Linked DNA regions of Mus musculus: all the other regions are linked to region 1. Evidence: chromatin contacts called from public promoter capture Hi-C data. All regions are on one chromosome and are shown on one strand. Each heading gives the region's core, a stretch centred on a gene start, on an enhancer-like site or on the middle of the called end of the contact. The rest is flanking DNA. Distances are from core to core; before and after follow the strand shown. Region 1 overlaps C530044C16Rik (RIKEN cDNA C530044C16 gene). Region 2 holds the start of Evx1os (even skipped homeotic gene 1, opposite strand). Region 3 holds the start of Skap2 (src family associated phosphoprotein 2).

Region 1 (2,662 bases), core at 52-2,551:
CTACCTGCAGTTCTCAAAATGACCAGACGGTGGCAGTACACCATCAGTGATGCCATAACTTTTTTTGAGGTTTAAAGTTTGAGAAAACTGAATGCTGAATAGGTTTTTATGGGGACACAGAATTTTCGGTGCTAGAGCTCATTAAGCAATGCAGATAAAAATGGATAGCCTACAAAAATTTAATTTCTGTTTTCAACAGTATTTAGTTCATTGTTCAAAGTTGGTGATGCTATAGCTATCTATCCATCTTTAGGGTGAGCGTTGCCTTAAAGCTGATGGAGCACCGCCTAGAAAACAAAACAAAACCCTCAGTGCAGGGCTTAGGAAAGAATGTCCTACAAGGAGAGGGATGCTAACCTTGGTTTAAATATAAATTAAACCCTCATCATCTTTTACAGTTAAGTGAAACTTCTCGAGACAGCGGTGAAAGGTCTCCCTTCAGATATCCAACCAGACTTCACCTGAGGGGTTTTTCTCTCTGGCTTTAACTTTGTATGCCCCCCCCACCCCCCAAGCCTTTGAAGTGGTTATTTTAATATTTGTTGTGCTAGTGAAAGGGCCTGGTTTTAGTCTCTGTTCGCATTGCATTTCCAGGCCAAACATTTGATGTTTTTGCATCGCTCCCTTCCGGGGACCACGACTCCACTTTGTTTTATGACCAGAGCTGAAGCCAGCACCCATGACCCCGGAGAAGGGGACTGAGTTATTTATCCCCTCGGACGTTTCATTAAAGCACGGTTCATCTCCGCAAACAGTGTTTCCTAAACATGCTCTCTGATTACACAGAATGTTTTGCCTGTCCAGCTAAGCCATATTTTTTTAAGGGACATTTTTAAACACGCATGTTCAGGAACTCGAGCACCCGGTGGGGCGGGGGCAGCCCGGTGTGCAGCATTTAGAAGTGGAGTTGCTTCCTAATAAATACACAGCGGGGTCCTACAGGCGTGGGAGGTCCGTTCATATTTGTGGGAGTTAAGAGCATGGATTCCAAGGGAATTCAGAGTACAGACACTTAAAATAACACCAGTAAAGCTACATTAACCGCAGTGCCCTCAACACGTTGCCTTGAATGTGGTGCAATTTTTATTAGGTGAGGTTTTGTATGTTAAAGCCAGAAAACAAAACCAAACAGAAAAGCCAAAGAAACGGGCAAAACTTGGGATAATCCCTCTGTAAATATTTAATGAGAAACAGAACTGAGGTAGGTCGCCATTCATCTACTTTGATAACAGAGTCTGTGGAGGCTCTCCTAGTGGACTCTGGGGCAGCAGGGCAGATCTCCCCTGGAGCAGCTCATCCAGGCTGTGGCTAACACTGACATACTGACACTTGTCACGTTCAGCCGGATGGCAGCTCATGTGGGCAGGACACGTTTGACCAGAATTCCCCAGTGTCCCTCTGGAAGGGAAGTGGGTTATGTTTCGTGACCAGGGTTATCTTTATTTACTCATGTTCAGGTCAGCAGAAGAAAACGCACTGCATTAAAGTGTCGCAGGGCCATCATCCCCTCTGCTTCACCAGCCTGGGTTTCTGTTCTGGATCCCGTCTGCCTCCCACTCCCACCCCCACCCTCCAGTCCTCCCAGGGCAATCCTAGCTTAGCAGCTGCCAAGAAGTCAGAAGTGGCTGACCTGCAAGCCCCTTAGAGTCACAGCCTGTGTCAGGAACAAAGAAAAGACTACCTCATGTCCCTTGCAGATGCACTGAGAAATCTGAGGTCACTCTGTGAGGATACATCTGATGCCCTCCGTTCTCCTCTATCAGACTCCTTTACTGACAACCGAGACCCCTCACAGTGTCTTTTGATTATCAAGTGAATGGGATAGTATTTCCAAGGCCTTTCTGTAGTAAACTCTCATCAGCCTGATTCTCAGATAGAGTATGAACTTAGAATACTGAATTATGAACAAAACAGAGAGATGACTTAACTGAAGGAGGCTCTAACGAGTATGCGTATGCTTTGACAGATGTAGAGTATTTTTGATTTTGGATTTTTTTCCTTTGGGGGAAAATATTTTATTTACTTTTCTTATGTCCATCTGATAGGCATTATCAATAAGTGGAAAGAATTAGCTTTCACGGATTCCATGGTGAATGGTAAGTGTGGTAGATACATTTAACCTGACTGTATCATGATACGTATTCATGATTAGTGAATTGTAGTGTTGTGGTTCATGTCTTAGTCTTTCAATAGTAACCATAATACCCTAGTATAATCATTAGATGTACTATCTAAAAAATGGAACTGTTGGCAAAGCCCACCCCCCATCACACACACACACACACACACACACACACTTCCTTAAAGCAGAGCTTACCCCTGTGTTCTTAGCCACCACTGAATTTTTTTTTTTTTTTTTTTTTGCTCTCAACTTTCACTAAATAACTAGAGGTGGCCACCAGACAATAAATTCTCCTTGATAGCCCTTCCCATCTCCTTCAAGATGTAGCACAGCACAGCTTGCTCCTGAGAAATTTAAAACGCTTTTGTTTGTTGTGTGCTGTGGCTTAAATTACCTCCCAACTTCTTTTTTCCTAAGTAGCTGTAGCTGATGATAGAGAGAAACAATTGGATCGCTCTGGAGACTCTACCACTTTAAAATATATTTTCACCGCCCTAATTCCCCTTTGAAATAACGTTTCTGTTAGCAATTAAATAAAGA
Region 2 (2,662 bases), core at 74-2,573, 1.5 Mb after region 1:
TTCACTGTGGCAGACGTTTCTATTTATCCACTTGCGTTCGCCGAGTGGCGTCACCAGCGGTACTGTAATGACGATTGCAGCAGGAGGATGACAGCTTAGAAAGAAGAGGGCAATGGGGCTTCCTCCCAGAGGCGGTGCGGCACAGAGGAGCGCTCGCATCACAAGGTGACCCTAGCTCCCCACTGCCATCTCCGCGGTCGCCGTCGACACGGCGCTGGGGCTACCCGGCGCCTGCCTTGTCGCCTTAGCTCCTCTTCTCAGCCAAGATCCCAGGGAGCCTGGGATTAGGAGCTTACTTGGGGGTTTTCCCCCTCCCCCCCTCTGGAGAGTCCGGGGATGGAGAGCCGAAAGGACATGGTTATGTTTCTGGATGGGGGTCAGCTTGGCACTCTGGTTGGTAAGAGGGTCTCTAATTTGTCCGAAGCCGTGAGCAGCCCGCTGCCTGAACCGCCAGAGAAGATGGTGCCCCACGGTTGCCTGAGCCCGCGAGCCGGCCCTCCGACTTCCCGGGAGCGTGGCGGGGGAGGCCAGGAGGAGGAGCCGGTCGATGGACTAGCAGGCAGTGCTGCAGGGCTGGGCGCCGAGCCACGGTCTGCTGGAGCGGCCATGCTTGGCCCGGGACCCCCAGTCCCCTCCGCGGACAGCCTCTCTGGCCAAGGGCAACCTAGTAGCTCAGACACCGAATCGGATTTCTATGAAGAAATCGAGGTGAGCTGCACCCCAGACTGCGCCACCGGGAACGCCGAGTACCAGCACAGCAAAGGTAGCCACCTTGCCCCTCCGCTCCCCGGTCCGCCCACTCCACCCACAGTTCCCTTCATCTCAGGCCAGGTGCAAGATGCTCCTTTCCCTTGGGGCAGGATGGCTGGGGGTTGGGTGAGTGGGGCGGGGGCACCTGAACAACTCTTTTGCTCTCTGCACCTTAGTGTGTGTGAGGGCTCTCGTGTTATCCCATTAGAGTGACAGTTGTGCCTGGACGAATGTCAGCGTTGGCACAAGTCTTGACTTGAGGGGTCCAAAACGCACCCCAACCTCCCAACCCCCGAGTTTTGTGGGAATGATTCAGCTAAGACGGAAAGACACATCCGTCGGGTAGGGCAAGATCAAACGGTTGTCCGGGCAGTTTGACTGGAGGGGAGCAAGGCACAAGGAGGCGCGGAAGCCCGGAGAATATAAAGGACCGTAAAATCGTGGCGGACTCTGGTCTCCGGAGGGCTGCAGCCCTCCGACCAGTTTGCACGTCGGTCAGAGGTCCAAATTACCTTGTCACTTCCCGGGCTGGCGGCGCCAGGTCGGAAATGGTCCCAATGGTCTAATTGCCTTTGGTCTCCGGTTGCATTTGAAAAGGCGGGGATTGGGCCCTCCCCCTCCCTCTTTCCCTCAGTCTCACTTCTCCACCCAAAGGAAAAGCAGCTGCAGGGGGGCTGGAGCCCCACCCTCCTCTGGGGTGGGTCTAAGGGGTTGGTACTTTAATTACACTGCTCCTTCTCACCAGGGGCTAATGGGAGTGGGGGTGGATAGCTCAGAAGGGAGTCTCTCTATACCAACAATATCCACTCCTAGGAATGAAAGACTGGAAGCCCATCAGCAGACACACCTCCACAAAACCATGGGAATGGGTGGGAAAGGCTTGCCTCTACCTCTAGGCCTAGGCAGCCAACACCACCTTGTTAAGTATCCACCTCCATCTCCTATCATCTTATCATCTATCTAACCCAGCTTCTCTACCATACCATGTCCTCACAACCCATACTCAAAATATACCACTCCTGCAATAGGTGCAACCCAACACACATCCCCACACCTGGTACTGGCATACTGGTGCACACACACACAAGATCGAGGAAGCTCACTGTATGTCCAACAAGCTACAATACATTAACCTCAAGAATTCAGTGTTCCGGCACATCCTTACCCATCCCTACCAACACAAGCAGAGAGTTCAGGGGATATGCCCTTTGCTGCACCCAGGGGCAAGCGGAAGGGAAGCCTTTAGACCCAGTATGCCTTAGGTCCAGGTCTTCCAAACAGCCACTTTAAGCCTGCCCCAAACCTTTTCTGTGTCAAGACCTCTCCGGTGAAGCTTCCAGAGCCCCAGCAGAATCAGTGACTGAGGAAGCTAAGGGGTTCTCCTTCTAATGCCCCTCCTCCAGCCTGAAGTCAGCATTTGTTTGTGTATTTGTGTTGTGTCTCTGTATGTGCACCTGTGTGCTCTGGGCTCCTGTGCAGCGCCAGGCTCCGATGCTCTGGGTAGCAGTCCTACCAGTGGCAGCGAGGCCCCCAAGAGTAACGGTGGCAGCGGCGGCAGCGGCTCTCAAGGCACCCTGGCCTGCAGCGCCAGTGACCAGATGCGCCGATACCGCACGGCCTTTACCCGGGAGCAGATTGCAAGGCTGGAGAAAGAGTTCTACAGGGAGAACTACGTTTCAAGACCGCGGAGATGCGAACTGGCAGCAGCCTTAAACCTTCCTGAAACTACCATCAAGGTAGGCTGGGCTAGGATCCTCGAGGTGGCTATGTACCTAGGTTAGTAGGAAGGAGATGTCAACGGTCTACTGCAGCTGAATCGTCTGGGCCTGGACTCTCCAATCTGGTACACTCAGAATTTCCCTCTGACAGTCCATAGTCAGCCACTGCTGCCAAGATTCCCGTCCTTTTCCTA
Region 3 (2,662 bases), core at 66-2,565, 1.2 Mb after region 1:
TCAGAGTGACATAGCACACCCTCACCCTGCATCATGTTCATACAAACACAAGTCTCCATCCACACATAATGCAAACAACCCAACAGCTTAACAAGGTATTCTATGATGCTTGGTCTCATACTGTTGCAACTGTAACTTACTAGTTCAAATGTACCTTTTAGAGGACATTGTTTTTAACGATTAAAACACACAGTTAACAGCACAGGCATCTAAGCGAAACTTTTTAATCCATGATCTATATTGAAAGGAATGTTTTAGAGACAACCAAACTAAAATTATTCCATTTCCAGATGTTAGCATCTACAAGACAAAGTATATGGTGGTATCTAAGACCATCAGGATAGGTGAGACTTGTGATACTCTAAAAAGATGTATTTTTTATTTTGTGCAGAACTATCGAGCTTTTCTTGATGCTTAGTGGAACTACACACCTCCAGACATTACTGACCTAACTGAGGAACTGAGGAACCGCATTTCAACTCCTACAAGTAAGTTCCTATAAATGGGAATGTAAAACCAAAAAGGGGAAGATGAGGTTGCAAAGATGAAGTTCCTTGATCACATGATACAGGAAGTAGGAGTTTTAACACAGCCTTCCTTTTTCACTTTTAATAGTTACTGAGGCTTTAGAAATAGTGGCTATTTGAAAATCGGGCACCCTTCAAAACTATAAACATGTTTGGCCTGACTGTTCAAGAAAATGGGGGTGGGGTTGGAAATAGTGCCTTTTGGCCTCCTAACTCCCAACACCTGCGGCCCTGCAGATGCACCTGCATCCTTACTGGCCAGGCCACCCAGGCAGGACCTAGTGCTTGGACTTCTGCTTTCGCAGTTCTCAAACATGCATTCATCAACATTTGCTGTCCATCTCCCGCCCTCACATTCCGGTCTTCATGAAACGCATAACTGTCCGGCTGTCCAGGGAGGATCAGCACATTTCAGCATACACGCCCACTCCCTTCTAGTCCCGACATCCCAGTCCCCCTATACGGCCCGCCCCCCACCGTCCGCATAGGGTGAGGGCTAAGCGCTTCTGTCCCTGTCGGCTCGCCGTCCCCGCGCCCCCGCCCCTAGCGTCACCGCCCCCTTCCCGCTCTTTACCTGCCAACAGGTTCCTAATTTCCTCAGGGAGAGGGCCGGGAGAAGAGGTACAGCTGGGGTTGGGCATGATAATGGCTTGGACCTAGACTCGCAATAGCGGTCCGAGTAAGCACCGAGAGGCTACGACTCCGGACACGGCCCGTCCGAGACTGCCAACAAGGAAGTCACTAGCTCTCCAGCCAGCGGTCGCTGGACGCCGGGCCCTGCCCCCTCCCCGCCCGGGAGAATTGGGCGGGGCTATGGGTGAAGGGGCGGGGAGACCGGCCTTAAAACCTGACTGCGCTTGCGTAGACCTTGCTTTCTGACTGTCCGAAGAAAGCGCCTCCGGGTAGACCACGCCCACACACAGCCGGGAAGGCCACGCCCATACGCGGAAGCGAGCAGGAGGCGAGGCCTCCGAAGGAAGGGAGCGAATTGGAGCTGTGTCACCTGACCGGCCCTTGAAGCTCGTCCGCGCCATTTTCGTTACTGGTATGTCAGCCACACCTCTCTTTCTCCAGGATTCCGGAAAATAAAGCCTCCGCAAGGCTTACGCACTTTCCCTTTAAGGGGTCATCTAAATACTGGTCTTTTCCACCAAGGTTTAAACCCCCGTCTGGTAACCCACCAAGAAGTTTCTACCATTACCCCCCAACTAGCATGGCTTTCTTTGTCCCACTAGATGAAGGTAACGGAGTCCCATTTTCCGCCAATCCTTCCTGAGAGTCTTAGTCCTAAAACGGCGGAGCGTTCTGATTGGCGCTGACATTACTTTCCTACTTATTCTTGGTGTGGTTGATTTCTCTCGCTCTGACGGAATTAGTTCTAGATAATATCCTTTTAGGGTCAGGCACCTGAAATGTGCCAGAAAGCCACCTGTACCGTTGCCCGCTCTAAGTATTTTTTAATTGCAAATAGTGGTTAGAACAGGGAAAATATAAAATTTACTTCAATCTAGTCAGCAAAGGTTGAGTCTTTCAATATTACACGTTTACACTTAAAATCCAAAAAGTTCTGGGTCCTTTAGTCTTTAAAATGGGTGGTGTGTGTGTGTGTGTGTGTGTGTAGAAATGATAATTACATTCAAGTGCCATCAACCTTTACAATCCATTAAAACCTACTGTGTAGACATATTTGTCATGTAGATGACGCTACCAGAGCTACTTAAATACAAAAGAGGATGATACGAGTCTTCAGAGAGGAACTGACAAGGGAAAACATTTTGAATGTAAAGTGTGTATTTAGTTAAAAATATGCTTGGAAAGGTGGCTAATGATACACATCAAGTTGCACCTTCCACTTTCCTTTGCCAGGCACATCATTTTCAAAATGACATCTGAATATCACCTACCTACATTGGTAGAAACAAACAGTGGTTTGTTTGTTCTTATTTCTCCTAAGTTGTGCTCAGAATGTTGTGTCAAAGCTCCAATCAGGAGTATGTTTGTAGGAGGCACAGTATGGTGTGGGGGAAGGGGGTGTCTCTGTGAGACATGCTGAGATACCAGCACAGGAAAGTATAGTATAGAATATTTTGGGCATGGGGAGGGGAATTGAGTGGAGACAGAGAAAAGCAGAGAGA

The links. Promoter capture Hi-C pulls out the DNA fragments that hold promoters and counts their contacts.
Region 2: a contact with region 1 is called in a promoter capture Hi-C map of hippocampal neurons, with 9 times the contacts expected there. The contact joins the promoter of Evx1os here to the enhancer-like site in region 1. A contact is called at or near these places in 2 of 39 promoter capture datasets (hippocampal neurons and liver), 3 of 115 datasets of contacts at active chromatin or transcription factors (embryonic forebrain, embryonic hindbrain and embryonic midbrain) and 1 of 9 other capture datasets (liver).
Region 3: a promoter capture Hi-C map of pre-B cells shows a contact between it and region 1, with 3 times the contacts expected there. The contact joins the promoter of Skap2 here to the enhancer-like site in region 1. A contact is called at or near these places in 2 of 39 promoter capture datasets (hippocampal neurons and pre-B cells), 3 of 484 Hi-C or Micro-C datasets (cerebellum, cortical neurons and uterus), 2 of 115 datasets of contacts at active chromatin or transcription factors (astrocytes and neural tube) and 1 of 9 other capture datasets (embryonic tail).

The regions. Positions count from the first base shown.
Region 1 is chr6:50,808,295-50,810,956 of GRCm38.p6, forward strand. The region is part of intron 4 of C530044C16Rik (RIKEN cDNA C530044C16 gene); the gene reads left to right. The region is part of intron 3 of Gm31455 (a long non-coding RNA gene); the gene reads right to left. Among named protein-coding and RNA genes, the nearest start is that of Gm31455, 13 kb to the right of the region's middle. Within about 2 kb of position 1,302, at least 30 of the 459 cell types and tissues checked have an H3K27ac peak or open chromatin away from gene starts, as enhancers often do. A contact at or near this core is called in pre-B cells and uterus, where this site is marked.
Region 2 is chr6:52,313,509-52,316,170 of GRCm38.p6, forward strand. It overlaps Evx1os (even skipped homeotic gene 1, opposite strand), which reads right to left and starts at 1,324. Exons shown (of 4, transcript NR_038163.1): 1 at 1,263-1,324; 2 at 1-62. Evx1 (even-skipped homeobox 1) reads left to right here. Exons shown (of 3, transcript NM_007966.4): 1 at 1-763; 2 at 2,230-2,486. The coding sequence starts at 337.
Region 3 is chr6:52,011,234-52,013,895 of GRCm38.p6, forward strand. Skap2 (src family associated phosphoprotein 2) reads right to left here and starts at 1,316. Exons shown (of 13, transcript NM_018773.2): 1 at 1,102-1,316. The coding sequence starts at 1,168.